Regions from separate parts of the Muntiacus reevesi genome. Here region 1 is linked to region 2. The links are chromatin contacts, called in public Hi-C maps. All regions are on one chromosome and are shown on one strand. Each heading gives the region's core, a stretch centred on a gene start, on an enhancer-like site or on the middle of the called end of the contact. The rest is flanking DNA. Distances are from core to core; before and after follow the strand shown. Region 1 holds the start of MAPK9 (mitogen-activated protein kinase 9). Region 2 holds the start of CNOT6 (CCR4-NOT transcription complex subunit 6).

Evidence for each region. A called contact is a pair of places that touch in the nucleus more often than the background predicts.
Region 1: a contact with region 2 is called in a Hi-C map of muscle, with 2.3 times the contacts expected there. The contact joins the promoter of MAPK9 here to the promoter of CNOT6 in region 2. A contact is called at or near these places in 2 of 3 Hi-C or Micro-C datasets (blood and muscle).

The regions. Positions count from the first base shown.
Region 1 is chr1:179,900,414-179,903,770 of mMunRee1.1, forward strand. MAPK9 (mitogen-activated protein kinase 9) reads left to right here and starts at 1,680. Exons shown (of 12, transcript XM_065917241.1): 1 at 1,680-1,886. LOC136155484 (a long non-coding RNA gene) reads right to left here and starts at 1,512. Exons shown (of 3, transcript XR_010660831.1): 1 at 1,095-1,512.
Region 2 is chr1:179,683,747-179,687,475 of mMunRee1.1, forward strand. It overlaps CNOT6 (CCR4-NOT transcription complex subunit 6), which reads right to left and starts at 1,916. Exons shown (of 12, transcript XM_065917239.1): 1 at 1,536-1,916.

The DNA.
Region 1 (3,357 bases), core at 430-2,929, 220 kb after region 2:
AAGCCAGAAAAAAGCGGAATCCTTTCAGAAAACTACATGACATGCTCTCCTCTGATGTGTACAATGATTTTTGGAACTCACTTTGCATGGGGGTGATTGCTGCAAAGTCAGGACTGCAGTGTATCTGAGAATAGGTGCTCCTTTCTAATCTGAAAGGCACCTAGGAACGCTCCTTTGTAAACCAACAGCTCTGACAGCCAGACCTCCTTAGTTTCCCATAATCCTTGATGGTGGCAATTGTTGCTTCCTATTTTCTGTTGTGCTTCCAGAACAGAGAGCAGCATGGTTGGGTGTGGGCAGGAGCCTATCAGGTGGGCCCTCATCAGTGCAGGCTACACTCGGGAACTACAATTTCAAACGCGGATGGGCCATGCTTAGTTTTAGAAAACTCGCTCTGGTAGCCAAGACGAGGGTGGCCTAAGGGGAACTCTGTACCTGGATCCCTTCCTCTACACTACCCCTCTTCTGAGGGCCTGGTGCCCCCAGCCTGGCCCTGGGTCACAGGCTTGCCAGTCTCCCCAAATTCTGCCACTCTGCTCGGAGCCCCTTAGCCCCTTAACTTCCCCATTTGCAGAGTCCTGCTCCTTCCCTCCAGTTTGGCCCTTGCCCTGGCCACCCTATGAGGGCTGTTCCTCCTTTACAGTTCACAAGTCTCCCCATCCCCAAAGTCCTCTCGCCCCACCCACTGAGCTCTGAGATCTTCCCCAATGGGTCCAGGCTTCGTGCCTCACTTCTAGCTTTGCTAATGGAAACACGGATCTGACAACAACTCACCCATCATTTCACACCTTCAGACCTGCTGGAACCAGATCCAGAGGCTAGCCGGGGGAGATGCCTCTGAAGAAGGTCACTACCAACAAATCATAGGTCCTAAGGGCCCTCAGCACTGCACTCCATTCCCTCCCTTCTCCTCCCTCTCCTCCCTCTGCCATTCTCCTCTGAGAAGACCAGGAATGATCCTTTGTAAAACTACAGCTCTGAGAGTCAGACCTCCTGAGTTTCCCATAATCCTCGATGGTGGCAATTTTTGTTCGAGAGGCTTGAACTCTGCTCCAGGCTCACCAGCCAGTCTCCTCCTCCCCTCTGTCACTGACCTGCCGGGCCCAGGTGCCTACACATGGCCATCTTCTCCCATGCCTCGGCTTCTGGCAGCAACCCTCAAACTCCTTCACAGTGAGAAAAGGAATCCAAGGTCCGTTCCTCTCGTCTCCACGTCCTTGCCGCCTCCGCCTCCCAGTCCTGGACGCCAAGGCCCCGTCGCCCTGGCCCTCCCCTCATGGACCTTCTCCACCTTCCTCCAGACCGACTCGCCGCTGTCAGTCTGCACCTGCAAGCCCAGCGGCCAGGCTTTCGGTTCCGTCAGTCCCCTTCTCTATCGCCTCCCAGCGCGGTGTTCGGCCGCCGCATCGCGGGCGCCTGTAGAGCTCAGTCGGCGCGCCGAGCCGGGCCTGCGTCAATAAGACGCAGAGCGATCGGCAGCGCGGACGCCGAGCGCCGCTCTCCGAAGAACTGGTCAACCAGCGCCGGGCTGGCCCCACCTCTCCTCCGGAGCCGCCCGGCAGTAGCCCCAGCCCCGCGCGCGCGCGATTGGCCGCGCCCGCCCAGCTTCCCGCGCGCTGATTGGCCGGGGCACGGATCGGTCAGGCCGGGCGCCGCGGCGGCGGCTGCAGCGGAGGAGAAGCAATCCAGACCGGAAGGGTCCTAAGCGCCCCGGCGCCCCTCACACCCTTTGCGGCGGCGGCGACGGCGGCGGCGGGGCGGAGCGGAGCAGAGCGGGGCGGGGCGGCCGGCCGAGCCCGGGGCAGCGGAGCCGCGAGCAGCTAGCGCGCTGCGCCGCCAGTCCGCCCGCCAGCCCTCTCCCTCTGGCGCGGCGGCGGGGAGGCGAGGTGAGCCCGGCGGGCGGGTTAGGCCCAGCGGGGACTCTGGGACCGAGCCTCGCCGGGGAGGGGCGGCGGGAAGGCCGCGGGGCCAGGCTCCGCGGGGACAGGGGGGTGCGGAGCGGGAAGACCGAGTTCTGTGGGCCGACCGGGGTCTGCGGGGTGCTGGCGACCCCGGCCGCAGCCCCTCGTCCTCCAGGCTGCCGCAGTCACCCCCTTACGCCCGGCTGTCCTCGCCCCACAGCTGCGGGCTCGCTACCCGCTCTGGCCCCGGCAGACCTGCTGGAGGGTCTGTGGGCGCCCCCTCCCCCGCCCCGATTGTTTGGCACCCAGCTGCATACCTCCTCCCGGATGCTCAGAAGCCTGGGATCTGATTCCTGCGACCTTGGCGAAGGCACTGATCCTTGCTGTTCCTCTGTTTTCCCCTCGGCAAAGTGGGGGAAATGTCTCCCCTTTTTGGACAGGGTTGTTGTCAAGCTCTCTGAATGTGTGTGAAAGCCCCTGGGCAGGAGCCCGCCCGGTGCACACTTGTGGAAAAATGGGCGGGATACTGCTTGCTGGTTTGAGTGTAGCAGAGTCCGCCCAGAGTCCTCCATCCTCGTGCTCCCCAAGTGCCTTGTCATTGCATACTCAGTGCCCAGCAGTGCCTGAGCGGGCCCTGACCAACTCACCCCCGATAAGTCCCCCAACCCGGAGCACTGGTCTCCTAACCTACGCATCTTACTGGCCTTGAACATTCAGCCCTGTTTACCTCAGGACCTTTGCATTTGTATCCAGTGATTGGAGTTGCCTCCCAGATCTTTGCAGAGCTGACTCCTTCTGGTCCTTCTCCTCACATGTTTCAATTTACAGTATGCTGTTCTTGACCACCCTTTTTATTCCTTTAGTCATTCTGTCTCATTATGTTAATTTTCTTTCCAGTATCTGGTTTGAAACTATTCTATTGATTTGCCTGTTTATTTTCTGTTTCTCCCATTAGGATTATAGCTTTATGAAAACAGGTAGTTGTCTGATTTGTCCACTGCTTTATCCCCAGTGCTTAGAAAGCACACAGTAAGTATTCAGTAATATTAGTTAAGTGAGTGAATGAATGAATGAATGACCCTGCCAGCCTGTTGCCTCTGCTTTCTCTGTTTAGTGACTTCTGACTAACTTGTGAAACTTGTATGCAGATGGTAGGTTGCTTTAGTTTTGTGAAACATTTTGATGTCCTTGACCCCTTTATTTGGTAACTATCAGAACAAGCTGTAATATAAAATCTGACATTTTTATAATGTTTTAGCTCTAACTTCCTTCCTCGCATTCAGGACACATTGACTGAATTCTACATTATCTAGGTCAGCTTTCTGCTCAGCCCTGGGGACACAAAGGCAGTAGCAACAGGGTCCCTTCCTCCGGAGAGCCCAAGAGCCCAGTAGAGAAAGCAGACATGCAGACAGTGCTCGGACAGCTTGCTGTAGAGGAGGGGCTGTGCTGTGGG
Region 2 (3,729 bases), core at 666-3,165:
AGGAAGAAACTTCTGAAACTATGCAAAATCTTCTTAGCTTCACAAGAAACTTTGTCTTTTGTCACATCCTCGCTTTTTGACCATTTCATTAAGTGTCTTGTTCACCTACTGAAACTGATCAGGCTCAACTACTTCAAATAACTTCCATTCATTAAAACACACTCTGCCCTCCCAAAAGAACTAATCTTTGTCAAGTACATCACTCATGTGCTCTCACACTTAACACAAAACCTGGTCCTTTCCCTCTTAACTGTAATATCTTGGGCAAGTCGCTTTAACCTAAGTTTGTTTCCTCATTAGTAGCGATTCAAAAATTTTGTTTAAAGCAAGAGGACTGTACTAGATCACTGGTCTAAAAATATTAAGCTATTTTTATTCTAATAGTCATCACATTCTAAAGAATGGAATAATTACTCTGACAGCAATTACAAAACAAGTTTTCAAAACCTTCTGATCAATGGACATAGCTCCTACAGCCTACAAAACTATTTTGGGATGATAAACTCTAGTGCATTCAGAAAAACGAAAAGTGTATTATATGCCATTTTATTTTTCACCTGTTCATATTCACTCTCTTCCTCCCCAAAATTAAAATCCCCAGACACAAAGAGGCAAGAAGATTCTGCACTACCACTAAGGGGGCAATCCACCTGGAAATAAGGATGGGAACTCATATTCAAGGAGATTATTTAAACCTCAGTTTAACACAATAATACATCAAAAAGGACAAGCAAAACGACCATTCACAACTTGGTCTTTTGCAGTTAACAGTTCAAGAATAGGTTACAGGTATTACTTAGCAAGTTCTTCAAGAAAGGTATAGAAGGAGAAGGGTCAAAAGAAAAAAAGTTACTGAAGAAAATAATGACTGGTACTTAGAAAAAAGGAGGAAAGACAAGATTTAGGTTATTAAACATAAAAGCTTCAAGTAATTGTGTCTCTGAGTCCTCAGCAATATCCTAATCTCTCCATCTGCTGCTAAGGGCTTCTTTAACCATGGCATTCCCATTCTGCCAATCCATCCCCCCTCCCGCAAAAAATAATTGCATTAAACTTAATTTTAAACACATTTGGGGGGAACAGTTTCCCGCTCTGCGGTAACTGCGAAGTTCCATACTACACTTCGCGCAATCCCACACTGCCACTTCTCCAAAGTTGCCACCCATCCTGGTCAAGAGTACCAGACACCAACTCTCCTCCTGCGAGTGACCAGAGCCAGAGTCGAGAGCCAGGGCATCCCCCAACCCCGGAGCCCCCGCTGCGTGCCCCCACCTCCGCCGTCAATCAACACCCCTCAGCCCCGGACTCTGCGCGGGGGCGCGGTCCCGGAATCTGCGGGATCGCGACAGCTGCGCATCTAAGCACCCCTCAACAGCCGCCATCTCCTCCAAGCTGCGGGCCCGCCGCCCACAAAACTTAAGGTGCTCTCGCTCCAGTGCCCCGCGCTACGGTCCCCGGGACACGACTGAGAGGGGCCCGTGCACCGCCAGTGCGAGGAGCAGCGCCCGGCTGGGCCTCGGACCGGTCTCGCTCACCTCCTGGGGTGCACCGCCTTCCTCCGCCGCTGCCGCCGCCTCCTCCCTGTGAGTGCAGCGGGGTCTGACCTGTGGAACCACCATACCAGTCCCGCCCGCAGCTGCAGCGCCGCCGTCGCCGCTCCTCTGCCGCCTTAGTCGCCGCTCTTTGTTCCCCCTCCGAGATCCACCGCGTCAGCCGCCCGCTTCAGCCTCCTCGACGGGCCGCCACTACGCCCTCCCGGCCTCTCGGCCTCCGGTCTCTCCCTTTTCGCTGCACCCACCGCTGCCTTCGCCCCCGCGCAGCCGACGCCGCCGCCACCGACGCCGCCGCCTCCTCCTCCTCCGCGTCCCCCTTGTTTTCATTGAAAGCAAACAAGCATCATGGCGGCGGCCGCCGTCCCCCTCCCCCACCTCACCCCCTCCGCAGCGAGCGAGCGAGCGAGCGAGAGAGCGCCGCCACTGACGCTGCCGCTCCAACATCCCGGGCGCCCATTGGCCACCGCCGCAGGGCGCGACCACTCAGCATCCGGGGCGGTCGCTCTCCGCTCGCAGCTTCCGCAGGCCCCGCCCTTTCTCTTCACCCTCCCGGCTCTGGGGAGCAAGTGACCGGTGCCCGCCTCTCAGGGTCTGAGTTCCCGTCTTCCCGCTCTCTTCGCTTGTTACTGCCTTGTCGTTTATACTTAATCATCTTCTTAACGCTCCTACTCTTTCCAACTAACACTTTTTTCTTCTTTTTTTTTTGGTCTCAGGCCGTTCAGTTTTGTCCCTCTCTTCTCTTTTTTCCTTGATCTTCCTCCCTTTCATTTGGCCTGTCAGTTACTTGGAAACAGGACAGGCTTTCAGACTTTTGAGCTTAGCCAGTATCTTGATCCCTCTAAAACAAGACATTTGGTCGTGAATGATTCTTCTAGCCTCAGATATGCAGAAAATAATAGTTAATGGCCCGTTTCAGTCCATAAATGGTTGTTCAGTCCAGTAAATTCAAGGACAATTCTGGTGGTGGGATCCTAGCCAGATGTAACTGTCCTGAGCTGTGTTCGAAGATCAAAATGTTCTATTAAGGTGGTGGTTGAAAATGAGCAGAGAAAGGACTGAGCTGATAGATGGTGTTTGCATGAGGGTGCATTAGTTAACTAGTGGTCAAGGCCCTGTGCTCCAAGCAGGGCAGAGAGAAGAGTCAGGCTCCAGCCTGCCAGGGGTAAGGTCACAGCATGGGGGTGAGAGGCTCGACCTGCAGACTGTTAAAATACAATAAAGATGCATGGAGCAACGGACTGGGTCAAAATTGGGAAAGGGTAGGACAAGGCTGTATATTGTCACCCTTCTTATTTAACTTACTTGCAGAGTATATATCATGTGAAATGCTGGGCTGGATGACTCCCAAACGAGTCAAGATTGCAGGAGCTGTATCAACAGCCTCAGATAGGCAAATTATACCACTCTAATGACACAAAGTGAAGAGGAACTAAAGAACCTCTTGATGAGGGTGAAAGAAGAGAGTGAAAAAGCTGGCTTAAAACTCAACCTTCAGTAAACAAAGATCATGGCATCTGGTCCCATCACTTCATGGCAAATAGAAGGGATAAAAGTGGCAGCAGGGACAGATTTTATTTTCTTGGACTCCGAAATCACTGTGGGTGGTGACTGCAGCCATGAAATTAAAAGATACCTGCTCCTTGGAAGAAAAGCTATGACAAAACTAGATAGCATATTAAAAAGCAGCAACATCATTTTGCTGACAAAGACCCCTATAGTCAAAGCTAAGGTTTTTCCAGTTGTTGTATACAGATGTGAGAGTTGGAACATAAAGAAGGCTGAGCGCTGAAAAATTGCTGCTTCGGAATTGTGGTGCTGGAGAAGACAACTGAGAGTCCCTTGGACTGCAAGGAGATCAAACCAGTCAATCCTAAAAGGAAATCAAGACTGAATATTCATTGGAAGGACTGATGCTGAAGCTCCAATACTTTGGCCACCTGATGCGAAGAGCCGACTCATGGAAAAGACCTTGATACTGGGGAATATTGAAGGCATAAGGAGAAGGAGCATCACCGACTCGGTGGACATAAATTTGAGCAAACGCTGGGAGATGGTGAAGAACAGGGGAGCCTACTGTGCTGCAGTCTATGGGGTCCCAAAGAGTCGGACATGAATTAGTGACTGACAGCAAAAACAACAAATAATGCTGAGCCCAGTAAATCAATAGTTGGGAATT